Regions from separate parts of the Drosophila melanogaster genome. Here all the other regions are linked to region 3. A link is a contact called in public Hi-C and targeted proximity ligation data. All regions are on one chromosome and are shown on one strand. The core of a region is the stretch at or near the end of the contact, and the rest is flanking DNA. Distances in the headings are between cores, read along the strand shown.

Region 1 (4,447 bases), core at 1,196-3,695, 94 kb before region 3:
TAAAATTAACCAGATGCACGCCATAAATCAAGCGGCTGGTCCCAGGAATCCAAATGCGCCATTTTCCGCCCTGCATATCATTTTCATTCTCGTTTCGTTTTATCAACTTTTCTTGTGTAATTTTTGAGCGAATTGCGTTAAATTAATTAGGGTGATGGGCGTGGGTGGCCACGGAGGGGTCAAAGAGCGCGGGAAAACTTTCGCGGCATTTCCATGAACAACAATAACAGAAGATGCTGCATATTTGTGAAGGGGGCTTTAGTGGGTTAACTACACGGTAAAGAATTTTCTACATATTTGATAGTATAATAAAAAAAAATTGTTACAAAAATCTTTGGTTTTCAATTATTAAATATATTTTTATTAATTATTCCTTTATTTATATGTGCTAAGCAACTTAATTCCTTGCACTGAGAGACTTCTTCAAAACGATTTACAAAAAGGGGGAAACATTTTTTTGGGCAGTGCAGGGGCCAGGAGGCGTGGCTGTGGGGCAGAACGTGATGCGCAGACAAATAGAAGACGTCATAAAAATGCCATTGTAAGTAGTTGAGCATTCTTTTTTTTTGGCTTTCGCTGGCATTGTGACAGGAGGTTTCAGCCGCTAGTTGTTGTTGCTGATATCCTTGCAGGCTGTTATCCTTATTGCTGCCCTGTTTGTTGCTGTTGCTGCTGGTGTGGCAAATCGACAAAAGGCACGCAAAGGAGGCAGAAACTCATTTCACTTGTGTCGAAAAGATAAATGCGAAGCGCTTAAAAAAGCAATTACCGCATAAATTGCGCTACAACGCGGTATGGCATATACAGGCGGCCCTCGGTACAGTGGAACAGCCCCCCCCCCCCCCCAAATTACACCCCCTACCAGCCTGCCCCCCTTCTGTTTGTGCACAGGATGCGGCGCATAAAACTTGCCACAAAAGACAGTCCTTCCTCGGCGGCTTTTTCACAAAACAAACGTTGGCAACACGCGAAAAACATGCAAAATGCATTGGGGAATTCGGTGGGTTGGGGGGCTGGCGGGGCTTTTATCGAGGGGAGTCCGGCTTAATTGAAAAATCAATAGTGGAGGGCCCCCCGCACTCGCTCACTAAACTCGCGTAAATCAAGTTAAAAATCGCAGCAATCAAAGCACCTGAAGCGCAATAAAAACTCATTAAAACGGTACTCAACATGCACTGCACAAAATTGACTCATTCAAATTATATGCAAAAATATATGGTTGAAATGGTACTTTGCATTTTTGAATAAATGCTGCATTCTAAATAAGACAATGATTTGTTAAAACCTAATGTTTTTTTTCAGTGTTCTTGCAGGATACTGTGACGATTGGGGGCCAGGTGCTTTGTCCGGACTCTGGACTACGGACTACGGTTACCGCCACGGCCGTACGCCGAAATTGGATTTGAACAAATTACAACACATCGATTTCTCATTAGAGGAGGGGATATGGAAGGGAAACCGGGGGGAAATCTGAAAAAAGGAGATGAAGGAAGCCGAAGCTGCGACATTTGATGGCGACAGAAATCACTTAAAGGGAAAATTTAATTGACTCGACTGCGGAAGTCAGCTGCCAATTTGTTGGCCATGCCCCACTGGCACAGGAAATTTCGTCGACTTCCTGATTTAAATAATAACAAACTGTGCCGATGTCTGCTTGAGGCGCCCCCCATCCCCATCCTCGCTACACGGCATCCTGTAAGTCTAAAGTCTTGCTTGTCACGCCAACTGACGGCAGGGAAGCCCCCTTCCGCCACGCCCCCGACTTCCCTGTGCCGAGAACATGATTGGCGTCATCAGCGAAGGATCTGCAAAACGATATAGATATAGATATAGAGGGGGTGCCAACGTTGGTTTTGGTCATCGTTTGCCTGCCGGCTTAGTTGAGTGTCAATATTTGTGCTCCCCTGCGTGGGCGGTGTTTGTTTGCGGGGCGTGGCACTACAGGCCATGGCAAATTAAAATGTTTGCCTTATGATGCGGCTGGAAATATAAACATGACAGGGCGGAAGGCTGTGCAAACGAGATGGAATTTTGGGGTAGTCCTTCTAGTAACCGACAAATCGATTTGAAAAGGGGTTTTCATAAATAGTATTCGAAGGTAATTTTAGTTTTTTGATAATCCATCTGAAATTTATGTTGCCAGAAAGGCTTTGTATTGGGCAGTGCAATTTCGATCACCACTCGGTGAGTTGCAGCGACAGTCCACAAGGATGTGCCAGGATGTGCAATGCCATCGCCCACTTGTTCCTTGTTTTTCTGCCTGTTGACTGAGAACTCTTTGCATTTGTTGAACAACAATTTCCGGCCGACAGGACGAGCGACGAGCCGAGTGGCCAGCCGAAGCGAGGCTCAACTGGTGAGGTTTTCCGAGGCAGTCCGAAGGATAAAGGACGAAGCCGGAGCCACGAACTGCTATAAGAAGCGGCTTCCATCGGCTGAAAGCCAGAGTCGCGTCAGCAACGTCGAACTGAAAACAACGCGACTTTTGGACGGGAAAAGCGAATGCTAAGCGCAAACGACGAAATATCACGCATACGCCGCGTTGGACCGAAAAGAATTGCAAGTGAAGTGATATAAAAAGAAACTGAGGGAAAAGAGTTTACGCCTTGGCTCGTTAGTGGATTTTTTGCCTTTTTGGGCAGTTTACGAGCGGCTCAGCATAAATTGGTAACGTGTACATCCTTTTTTTCGGCGGTTGGAGGGACATAATGTTGCTCATAAAAGTGCGTGAGCTGGGAGTATTTGTCCATGAATGGAATCCCGGCCAGAAGACTCATGAATGAAGCTGCAGAGCCAACTGCTAGTGATTTATGCCGCGGGCTTGTCTGGCATTGCTGCTTTAATTATATGACAGCGGGAACTTTTTACTCTGCTGTGGGCATTTATGAACGCCAAGCACGCAGAAATGCAAATGGAACCGCAGAAATTGGACACGTGTGTGTGTGTGTGGCAACATAAGGATAACACCGAAACACCGCAGGACATTTAACACTTCATTGACTTTTGTGGCCCCTTCTTGACTCACCGACCGTCCGACTGACTGACTGACTGCTAACATTCGACATTCCTGTGCAAAGTTTCATTTGCATTTCGTGTGCGCCGCCAGTGAAAATTAATGGCCGCAATGCCTTGGCAAGTTTTCCCTTTTTCGCCTTGCCAATTTGTTTGGCTTCGAACTCTTTAATAAGTTTGCCAGGCGCCGCAAAACTTTTGCCAGCGGCGCAAATTCTTGCCTGTGCCCAACTCCTCTGACAACCTTTGACCCTTTTCACACACACACACACACACACATGCATAAACAGAGGCACACGTGTGCGTGCTGCCATGTTGCCATGGGTGTTTGATCCTTGGGCTTTGACATCTAATTTATGAAGCGCTCGAAAATCCAAGAGGAGACACACATTTCCGCTCCACGCAACAGGCTGCAAGCTGCTCCTTCCCCGGGGACTCGTTTATTAGGGGGTATCACGCAGTCGTTTGGTTTTATTTACTACTTTTTTACTGCACAACTGCGACTGAAATAATAGTGCTGTTAAGTTGGTTTAATGGCTTGTGACCACAGAGCAATAAATAAAGTTTGGTGATGATTTCGTTTGAGAGAGAAATTAAAATGAATTGAAATTAAAATAAGATAGATTGTTTAATCTCATATAATCTCATTAGTTGTATTTCTGAGGTGCCGAACAAAGTGTGTGCTATTTACTTAGATATTTTTCTCGTTTCTCTTAGACTGGAGGCTAAAAATAAACAGCTTAAGGAAGAACAAATCCCAATGGCCATTTGCCACCAGCTCCCCACTTACTTTCACCGCCCAGGCCCTTTTCTTTTCATTTTCCTCCTGACCTTAAGTTATGCTGGAAAAGGGGGCCGTGGCAGCTGCGTCACATTCCTCAGCTTGTTAGATTTGTTGCCCCGCCGAAACTTTTTTAATGAGTTTCATAATCTTTGATGCGCTTCGCTTTGTTTCAACTGCCCGCCCCTTCGTCCTTTCGCAAGTTGGCCTAATGATGTGCGAGCCACGGAATGTGGCAGCGTCCTTTTCAAAATTGTTTTTCTTCTTTCGGGGGAACGCAGGACATAGGACATAGAACGTGGGGCAGAGAGTTCCAGGGGTCGAGCACTAAAACTTATTCAGCGACTGCCTCGAATGCGATAAGCGTTTAATTGAAAGAGGCCCCAGGACTTTTGGGGCGGCAAAAGGGTCCGGATTTCAGCTGCGATGTCCGTTCCAGGTCGCCGGATGCCTGATGATTGCAGTTGGCAGCTTGCAGTTTGCATTTCAATCCACGAATGCAGCTCAAAAACTCATGACCGCATAGCCTTTTTTGAATGAATAGGGAGTAAGTGCACTTGGCAAAATGGATCGTGCTTTAAAACTGGTGGATTCATTTTTGCCATGGGTTGCACTCAGCAATATTTTATAATATTTTATATTAGTTTAGGAGAT
Region 2 (4,516 bases), core at 664-3,163, 76 kb before region 3:
AATTTCTGCTGGGGCCCACATTTAAAGATATTATGCGAACTAATTTTTTAAGTTGTTCAGCTTACATCTATAGTTCACCACTATAACCTATATTTTAATCAATTTCGGGTAAGGTCTCTAAATACAAATATAGACATATTGCATATATATGTGAACGATAAATTCAGTTTTTGGCCAAAATATCGGAAATAATGGTCAAAAAATTGAACTGCATATCTCATTTTACTCCTAATTAAATTCCCAATCAATAAATGTTCAAATTTAAAAATTTTAATTTTTTGCCATTTTTTGCAAATTTTGATGATGTAACCCCTTATAAAAATTGAAAAATTTGAAAAAAATTTTTTTTTTCCTAATTTGTCCAAATGTTTTACGGCGTGAAAGAATTGGTAATTAGATGCAAAAAAAAGTTATCTATTTAGCTATATGACCATTTTTAGTCAAGTAATGGCAAAAAAACCGCTGTACGCATGCATTTTTTGTTGAAACACGTTTACCTTATCTTCCCATAAAAATATTCAGTTTTATGTACAATTATATAAATAAAACCCTTTGATTAGGCTCCCTTACAAATGTATGCATTCGAAAATATCTTTTCTATAGAGTCCATTAAAGACATGTCCATAAAATGAGCATCAGGCGTTGACAACCATAAAAATGACAGAAATATATAAACCCGGAGGCCGAAAGATTCAGCTTTGCCTTTTGATTTTCAATTTGCATTTAACGAGCTGTTCGAGTGGTTTCTCCTGCAGGCGTTTGTTCTTGCATGTTGGACTCGTGTAAATTAATAATTTTTCCCAATTTATTTGGTCCCTGCTAATGGCCAGTTGATTTATGGCCTGGGACCCGAAGTCATCTGACGTTTTTATGGATGTTTGTCCCCTGGCTATATGCATTTCTGATTGCGGCTAATAGTTTTTGGACAGTGGGTAGTATATTACACAAACGCACTTTGAAATTATCACAAGATTGAAAAAGACTGCAAGTCATATTTGGTTAAATTGGCTATGAAAAGAAGGAGAAATTCAAACTACACATTATTTGAGTGAATAACAATTTGATTAATTGTTACAAATGTTCCAAGTAGTAAACGCTCTCTTTCGAAGAACGTTTCGAAAGCTGTCGTGTGTCGAATATCAATCATACGCCCCGTTGAGCGCTCCCAGAATCGAAGCTGTGTGTTTTCGAGAAGTGTGGCCCAGAATAGCTGAGGCGAGCCGATTTAGCAATCAAATTGCAGTTGTTCACATGTCGCAGCGTTTAAATGTCGTCGCCCACTTCCGGGATCAGTTTTTCCTTTTCTCTGCTGGGCTTTCCACCTCCCCAAGCTATTTTTTGGGGGCAGACAACTAATTAGAGAGGCACATGTGGCGATCAACTTCGCTCGGACTTGCAGTTGGTCGCGCATTTCAATTTTATTTCTATTCATTGATTTTCTGTTCACTGGCTCTTTGTGTTTTCTCGGTTCCCTCTATTGCAAAACCATCGACAATATCGCCGAATGCATTCGACCAGCGGCGGGGAAAACGAGCAAGCGGGGAAAATCGTTTTAGTGAAAATAAATTGAAAATCTTTTGGAACATATTTTGTATGTTGTGATAGATTGCGAGCATTTTCAGCTGTCAGCCATCTCTGTTTGTAGAACATGCACATATGTGGGTGTTTGTTTGCCTTCTGCTTTGCTTGCTCGCCATTTCACTCGATTCCTTTGCATATCCGCAGTATTCGCTGACTTTGCTTTGTTTGTTCTGCTGGTTCTGCTTGGAGTCTGGAGAATCTGGAGAAGATTGGGGTGTCAGGCTGGGAAAATAGAAAGGGAAACCGAGGAGACGGGCAAGAAAATTCCCTGGCATACGTAAAAGTTGCACTCCCTTTTGGATATTAATAACTGAAGAGCAGCCTTTTCATTGCATACTTTCAGGATCAGCGTTTTGATAAGTGACCAGAATAACCGAAATTATCACGGCATCATAAATAATAGAGTTAACAATAAGTTAATTATTCATTGGAATGAAATTAATTTGCTTCGCGTTGTGAAGAGAAAATTAAATAAAATAAATCAGCGCTCTTGAACCAAAAGTAGCAAGTTATTAACATGCGTAATTAAATCCATTACTGAAACATGGCAATTCAGATTTTGTGTAATATGGGACCAAGCAAAAAGCATGCATAAACAAAATGATAAATTAAATGTATAACCACAATTCAGAAAGTACAATTTCAATAAAAAATTGTAAAACTATGCCCGAGGCTAATCGTTTTTATCTTTGGCAACCAGTTTTCCTTTAATGAAATACTTTCTTCTGCACTAAACAAGAGCATAAAATCTTCGTTTTATTGCTTATAAACAGGTTCATGTGTCTGTTTCCTATTCTTTTCCCCATTTGCATGGCGCGTTTTGATTGATTGCGCGAACGCTGCATGCTGAACAAGACAATGGGGAAATGGCGCTGGGAAATGATTTTCCGAAATGTTCAAACCATCCAACGCGCTGGGGCTGGGGATTGGGGACTGGGTGTTGCGGGTGGGAAAATATTCATGACAGCTGCAGCTGTGGGTGGCCGTGGGCGGGAAGTTGGTCGTTGTGTGTGAAAATCTGGTCAGTGCGTGGGAACTGCAGTGACCGTAGTCTGAATTTAATCAATCTAATGCATTCAGCCCCAAACACCACACAAAACACCCAAAGTCATTGGGGAGCACTCATCAAATTAACACCTCAAAATCTCAATCGCTCATGGGGCGCTCTGATTAAATAAGAATAAAGCTGGAGGTAAAATTGCAGGTAAAAATTTTGATTAAGACAATGTGCATTAGCTTGAGAGTAAATATATATACATTTCTTGATTAGAGCCGAGTAGCAGGGATAAACAAGAAAACAAAAGCTATTCGAGGAAAAGTCGGAAAAACTGCACAGAAACTGCAAGGTTAGATATAAATATTTGCAAGTCACGTCATCAGCAAGTATGAAGTATGAAGGAAAAAATATTCATATTAAAATCTGCTAAAATGAAAACAATAAAAAAATAAATAATAGTAATATACTGTTCATAATATTTAATATTAATTTAAAAAGGAATTTTTTCACCGCTTTTATATATTTTTGAATATTTCTTCCAGCGTTTTTCCGAGCTGCCTAAGCGATCCTCTGCGAAGGAGACCGCAAACTGCTTAGCCAAATTGCTAATAAGCCAACACAAAGCACAAACATCAAGATGATGGGCCAAAGGGGCGGGGCAGGGGGCGGTTGAGGCAACAATGGCCGACGGCAGATAAAGAAGTGTGTCGATAGCAGCTAAGCGTACAAGTAATAAAGGAAAACTCCGAGCGGGAAAGGGGGCGGCAGTCGTCGTTTATTTTTAAACATATTGAAAAGGCAAGAAGAAGCGGTTAAGTTAAGGCATCGGTCGAACCGAATGAAAACAATTTTATTAAGTGAAAAATACGATGGCAGAAAACAACCCGCAGCCAAAATAAACAGACCAAAGCCAAGGCAAGCAAAAGAGGAAAAAGGCAGCCAGAAAAGCGGGCGACCGAAGCGGAGTCCTTGGCAGTGGGAAACCCAACGGGTTGCCCCCCGGGGTCGGGCGGTGCGGAAAAAGGGGGCGGGAAAAATCGGAGGATATCTGATTGAAAGATGCGTCGAAGCGTCGTTGTCGATGTCGAATCACCTTGAACCACAACAACGCCACGAACAACACGATACAACGCCGCACGCACAACGCCTGCCAAAGTTACACTGAAAAAAAAAAACTTGGGCTTGGCTAGAGTAGCATGCTTAAGAGTTAGTAATTGAACTTAAGGTATATTTCACTCTCTTTCTCTTTCAGATGATCTGCTTTGTAGTTAGACTTGAACACTATTTTTCAATTCAAAAGTGTTTCTTGCAGTGCAGATCAGACACAATTAAGTGCGAAGAAAACGGAAGCAGACGACAAAATTTTACGAGCCAAGCAACCGAAACGAGAGGCGACGATGAGCGGAGGGGCGTGGCAGGTGGCGCAGGGCGGTGCAGGTGACAAAAGCACCGACGACGGCGACTTCTTTACATAAAAGATTGACAAGTGATTTTCGCACCTAAGTGGCAAGCGCAGGAAAGAAAACATACAGCAGCAAGAACAGCAAGGCAAGGGAAAAGTTTTCAGCCGCTCGCTAGGTTGTTTTTTGGAAAATGGAAAATTTGTTGGAGGAAATTGTTTGGGGGCATTGTTCGTGCGGCACAGTTAGCTAAGTCGATGGATTTTCTCACCCCCGAGCGGTTTTAATTTGTTGAGTGGCGGAGACTGGCCAACTGACCATTGAAAGTGTGGCACACAATTTGATCGAATGATTGAGTGGGAAAACTTTAAGGACACGAGCGGTGAAGCTGTGAAGCTGAGTAACTGAAAAGGTAATTTATGAGATTAACTCGTCCTCTAACCAAATCGGGTGGGAGTGATTGAAGAGGTGGCCTATTAAAAAGTGATTCATAACAGAAACAGCAGTGGTAAAAAGGAGGACTGAAATGCGAGTATAT
Region 3 (4,160 bases), core at 194-2,693:
TACTGATCAAATGGACGTAAAGGCGAAAGGCCGAAAAAGCAGGCGGGGAGCAACGAACCAGATTGCGGCTAAATTATAAATTTCATAAATTAACACACCTTGCTCGTAAGTTAATTGAAGCTATTGAATCCGATTGTATTTTCAAAAATACACGCCTAGCCATTAATCATCCAAACCAGAGTCTAATTGGTTAAGTATTTCCAATTAGACAAGAAATATCCCGCTAATAAGAGCGGCTAAATGAGGTTTGTGTCCGTGCTAAATAGGAGTCACTTCAACTGGGTTTTAATCATAGACATTTACCAGGTACATTATGTTATATATGTTATACATTTAAAAAAGGATTCTGTTATATAAAGAGTAACTTTATTACCCTTTAAAGTAATTGTATCCTCTTTACAAACAGGTTTGAAAACAGTTTAATAAACTGGTTATTTTTAAGTCACTGATTGACTACCTAATATTACTTATTCATGTAATTTGCTACTGAAATGTATAGTTAAAGGAAGAAAACAATTTGTTTCAAATCTATTGATTCCTTGCTGAACTAGGCCATCCTTTTTCGCACAGTTGGCAACGCAGTGTTTATACCCTTTGCATTGGAAGATGAAGTGCACGGGAAACGAGACCAAAACAAATGCCTACAATTGACTACGTGACTGCGGCACTTCCTTCTTTTCGCCCCCTGATCATCATTATATAAACACACCCAGACGGACGTAAAAAGTACATATACACATTGACGCCTATGCCGCACAGACTTTTTCGAGTCCAGATATTTAGAGGCTTATCGCCAGCGGAGATGGAGGAGGAGGGAGGAGCATCAGCAGTAGGAAATGGGGAATATGTGGGGGCAAAAAGCGGTCAATTGAATCGCCATGTGGTGACAACAAGTGCATATAGAATAGTATGTGAACACTCAAATCAGTTTAGTTTTTTTGTCACAGCGCAGCAGAGCATTTCTCTCTAATCAAAATCGAATATTCAATTTAGATGGCCCACATTCCCGTCATTCAAGTAAAAAGACTCGATTATTGTTATCAGTGCACGACGGATGCCGGCAGGAGGAACACGTCAGAAGTTCTAGAAAATGTATCTGTGGAATTTCTTTAATTTACCCTGTGTTTCTTATGCGAACTTGTTGCTGGATCTCAATGGATGTCAATGAAACTGGCCGCCTTCTTTGTTTACAATTCAACGAGAACACCTCGATTGCATTGCCCACCCGCACTTCGTATCTTATAGATACATTTTATGCACTCTAACTGGAAGCACACAAATCACGTTTGTTTTAGATATTTTCGTTTAGACTCGAATTTAAGGATTGTTTTCTCTGGTCCCCCGAGGAGTAAATTCCCTTTTTCACAGTTTTGACTACAAAAATATAATTTGTGTTTCTGTTTAATTCGCGTGCGCGCGCCGAGAAATACCGACTGGAACTGATTTTGTTTTGCTGCCGCCTCGAATATAGATAAATACCGACTTCCAGATCCAGAAAGAGAGAGAATTTCTGGTTTCTGTTTCGAATTTAAGAGAAGAGCACCAATTTCGAATTTCGAAGTTCAATTTAATACCACAAAAGAGAAAAAGAGTTGAAAGAGAGAAACTTGTACAGCATTGTGGATTTCATTCGAACAGCTGTTTGCGGATCGTATATGGTGGCGGGCAATTTGAATTGTAATTGGTAAAAAGGTGAAGCAATGTCAAAAGACTACTAGAACAGCCATTTCGATCAAAATTAAAAACACTTCTCCTTAGTTTCAACATAATTTGGCATCTTTTTTATTCGCGTTTGCAAAAATAAAGCTTTTCCTTCGTCACTTACAAATGGTAAATAAATACATGGATTCAGTGTTGATTTTGTTTTTGATGGGCCCTACAACTGTCTGGCCAGGAATATTTATAAAATCACTCCACACGGATATCTAATCCTAGTCCTCCTTAACGGTGAAGGAATGCGTGAGTCCCTCGTAGGGATACTTTCCGCCCAGGATGTACTTGTACTCCCCGGAATGGCGAATGCGATATTCCCCGGGAAGAGTCTGCGGACTGATGTCCCAGTAGATGTCCATTTCGCTGAAGCCCAGGATCGTATTGGTTCGGTGCCAGACCATTCTGAAAAGTAACGATTTTATTAAGTACCAACATTTATAACCTCAAGCTGGCGCTTCCTACTTGGTCTCCCAGCTGGCATCCGTATAGGCCACCTTCCAGCGATCCTCGTTGATCTTTCGCTCAATGGTGAAGTAGGTTTTCTCGGTGAAGAGGTTGTTACGCGGATTTCCGGATATGTAGGTGACCTTCACCGTCTCGTTGATGCCGTACTCCTTGTTGGGCTGCGACTTCACGTAGCCAAAGTCGGTGTTTATGGGATGTCCGTCGAAGAGAACCCCGGTGTTCAGCGATAGCATCACATCATTCATGTACGGCGGACTTGGACCCGCATCCACGGTCTCATTACGCATCATGGCCTTGGTCAGGCGTTCGAAGACGTCCATGTAAATGGAGTGGGTATGGGGACCGAAGATCGTGGAGGCGGCCTCGTAACGCTGCGCCTGGTACTCCTCCGGGGTCACCGTGTAGCTGGTGTATATGTTGGTCAGTCCGGCGATGATTACCTCGGTGTCGATGCCTCCGACGGCGGAGGCAGCTGCTCGAATCTGGTTTCGCAGACGACGTCCTGCCATTGTGGTGAACTCGCAGGGCACGGCGGCTATGATCACATCGCCGATCTTTAGTAGCTGATCCGAGACAATCTTTGGCTGCCACTCATAGGGAAAGGTGGCCTTAAATATGGATAATGTACATGTTAGATATGCTTAAAGTGCACTTAGATTTTTAAATAACAGTTGCGCATTAAGTGATGACCTATAGCCTGGCTATAACTACCTTACCTTGATTTTTATGAGCTGACAACTAATTTGCGTAACGTTTCAGTTTAATTACCCCACTTAAATGTGCATTATAAAAACAAAATCCACTACATAAATTTATGTATTCTATTCCAAAATTGGTATTTTGTTCCTTTGCACTATTAAACACATTTAAATTTATTTTCTGATGCACACAACACTCAACAAAGTTCCAAACAAATGGAATGATTTTTGTGCTGCATACCTTTAGGCAATTTCAGAAATTCTTTTAAAATCGCTATTGTTTTTTTTCAGACTTGCTTTTTAGTTAATAATAATTGATTAATGGAAAAACTCACCCTGCCGGTGGCCAGAAGAATGGGCTTGGGCTCATGGCACTTGATGTCCTCCTGCGTGGGAGCAGCGATGAAGTCGCGCACAAAGTTCCACATGGGGTTGTCCGTGGTGGTTCCCTGCTCGAAGCTGAAGGCTCCAGGTCCATCGGTGGTACCAGCAGCAAAGCTATAGCCCATGGCCGGCTGACATCCCCTGATCTTGTCGACCTTCCTGCTCAGCGGATTGTAGGTGCTGCCATTGTAGTTGGGCATGTCCACAAACTGGTGGATGAACCTCACATCTCCAGTGACCTCCCGTGCCGTGGACTCCTGGCTCTGTTCGTTGAGCAGTCCCAGAGCAGCATCCGCCAGACGTTGACCCAAGATCTGGGTGCTTTCGAACATATCCTTACCGGGTCCGGAGGCAAAGCAATCTCCCTCGCCAGTGGGACAACGGGAGGTCAGTAGATCACACTCATTGCCGGAGATCGAGCACTTGGGACCCATTATATTGGGGGACACATCGCCAAGGTTGGATGAGCAGAAGGCACCCACGAACTTGCCCTTTCCGGGCATCTTGTTCGGATTGTACTCCTTTTCCAGGAGCAGGGCGGCATAACCCACATTGTCGCTGGTCACCAGTCTGTTGGTATTGTTCATGGAGGTGGCATGCACCGCATACCAGTTGAAAGCGCCCAGGAGGTTGTTTTCCAGGTCGACAAATCGCAGCTGGGTCAGTGTCTTATCCGTATCGTGCTCGTATTGGGCACGCTCCTCGGCGGGATTCCTCAAGTAGGATGAGGGCGAACGATTGATGTTAACATTTAGCACAGTAGTTTTGGACAGCAAGATGCGACCATCCACCAGGTTGTCCGTCGCCCTTTTGATGCACTATTATATAAATTAGTTATTTCGTTTCCGTACAAATTCAGTTGAATGTCAAAACCCACCAGATACAGTCCCTGAGCCATCA

What was found. Hi-C and Micro-C count contacts between places; a contact is called where the count stands out from the background.
Region 1: a targeted proximity ligation map of the Kc167 cell line shows a contact between it and region 3, with 5 times the contacts expected there. A contact is called at or near these places in 30 of 107 Hi-C or Micro-C datasets (the Clone 8 cell line, the D17-c3 cell line, the Kc167 cell line and 12 more) and 4 of 7 datasets of targeted methods (the Kc167 cell line and the S2 cell line).
Region 2: a Hi-C map of the Kc167 cell line shows a contact between it and region 3, with 4 times the contacts expected there. A contact is called at or near these places in 24 of 107 Hi-C or Micro-C datasets (the Clone 8 cell line, the Kc167 cell line, the S2 cell line and 10 more) and 1 of 7 datasets of targeted methods (the Kc167 cell line).

Annotation. Positions count from the first base shown.
Region 1 is chr3R:30,558,197-30,562,643 of dm6, reverse strand. CG34155 reads left to right here and starts at 2,445. Exons shown (of 2, transcript NM_001043313.1): 1 at 2,445-2,667. The region is part of intron 2 of tmod (tropomodulin); the gene reads right to left.
Region 2 is chr3R:30,539,703-30,544,218 of dm6, reverse strand. All of the region lies in intron 2 of tmod (tropomodulin), which reads right to left. Among named protein-coding and RNA genes, the nearest start is that of tmod, 9.4 kb to the right of the region's middle.
Region 3 is chr3R:30,463,333-30,467,492 of dm6, reverse strand. PH4alphaEFB (prolyl-4-hydroxylase-alpha EFB) reads right to left here and starts at 1,443. Exons shown (of 9, transcript NM_170492.2): 1 at 1,119-1,443. It overlaps CDase (Ceramidase), which reads right to left. Exons shown (of 6, transcript NM_001276180.1): 3 at 4,138-4,160; 4 at 3,212-4,078; 5 at 2,176-2,786; 6 at 1,757-2,115. The coding sequence ends at 1,932.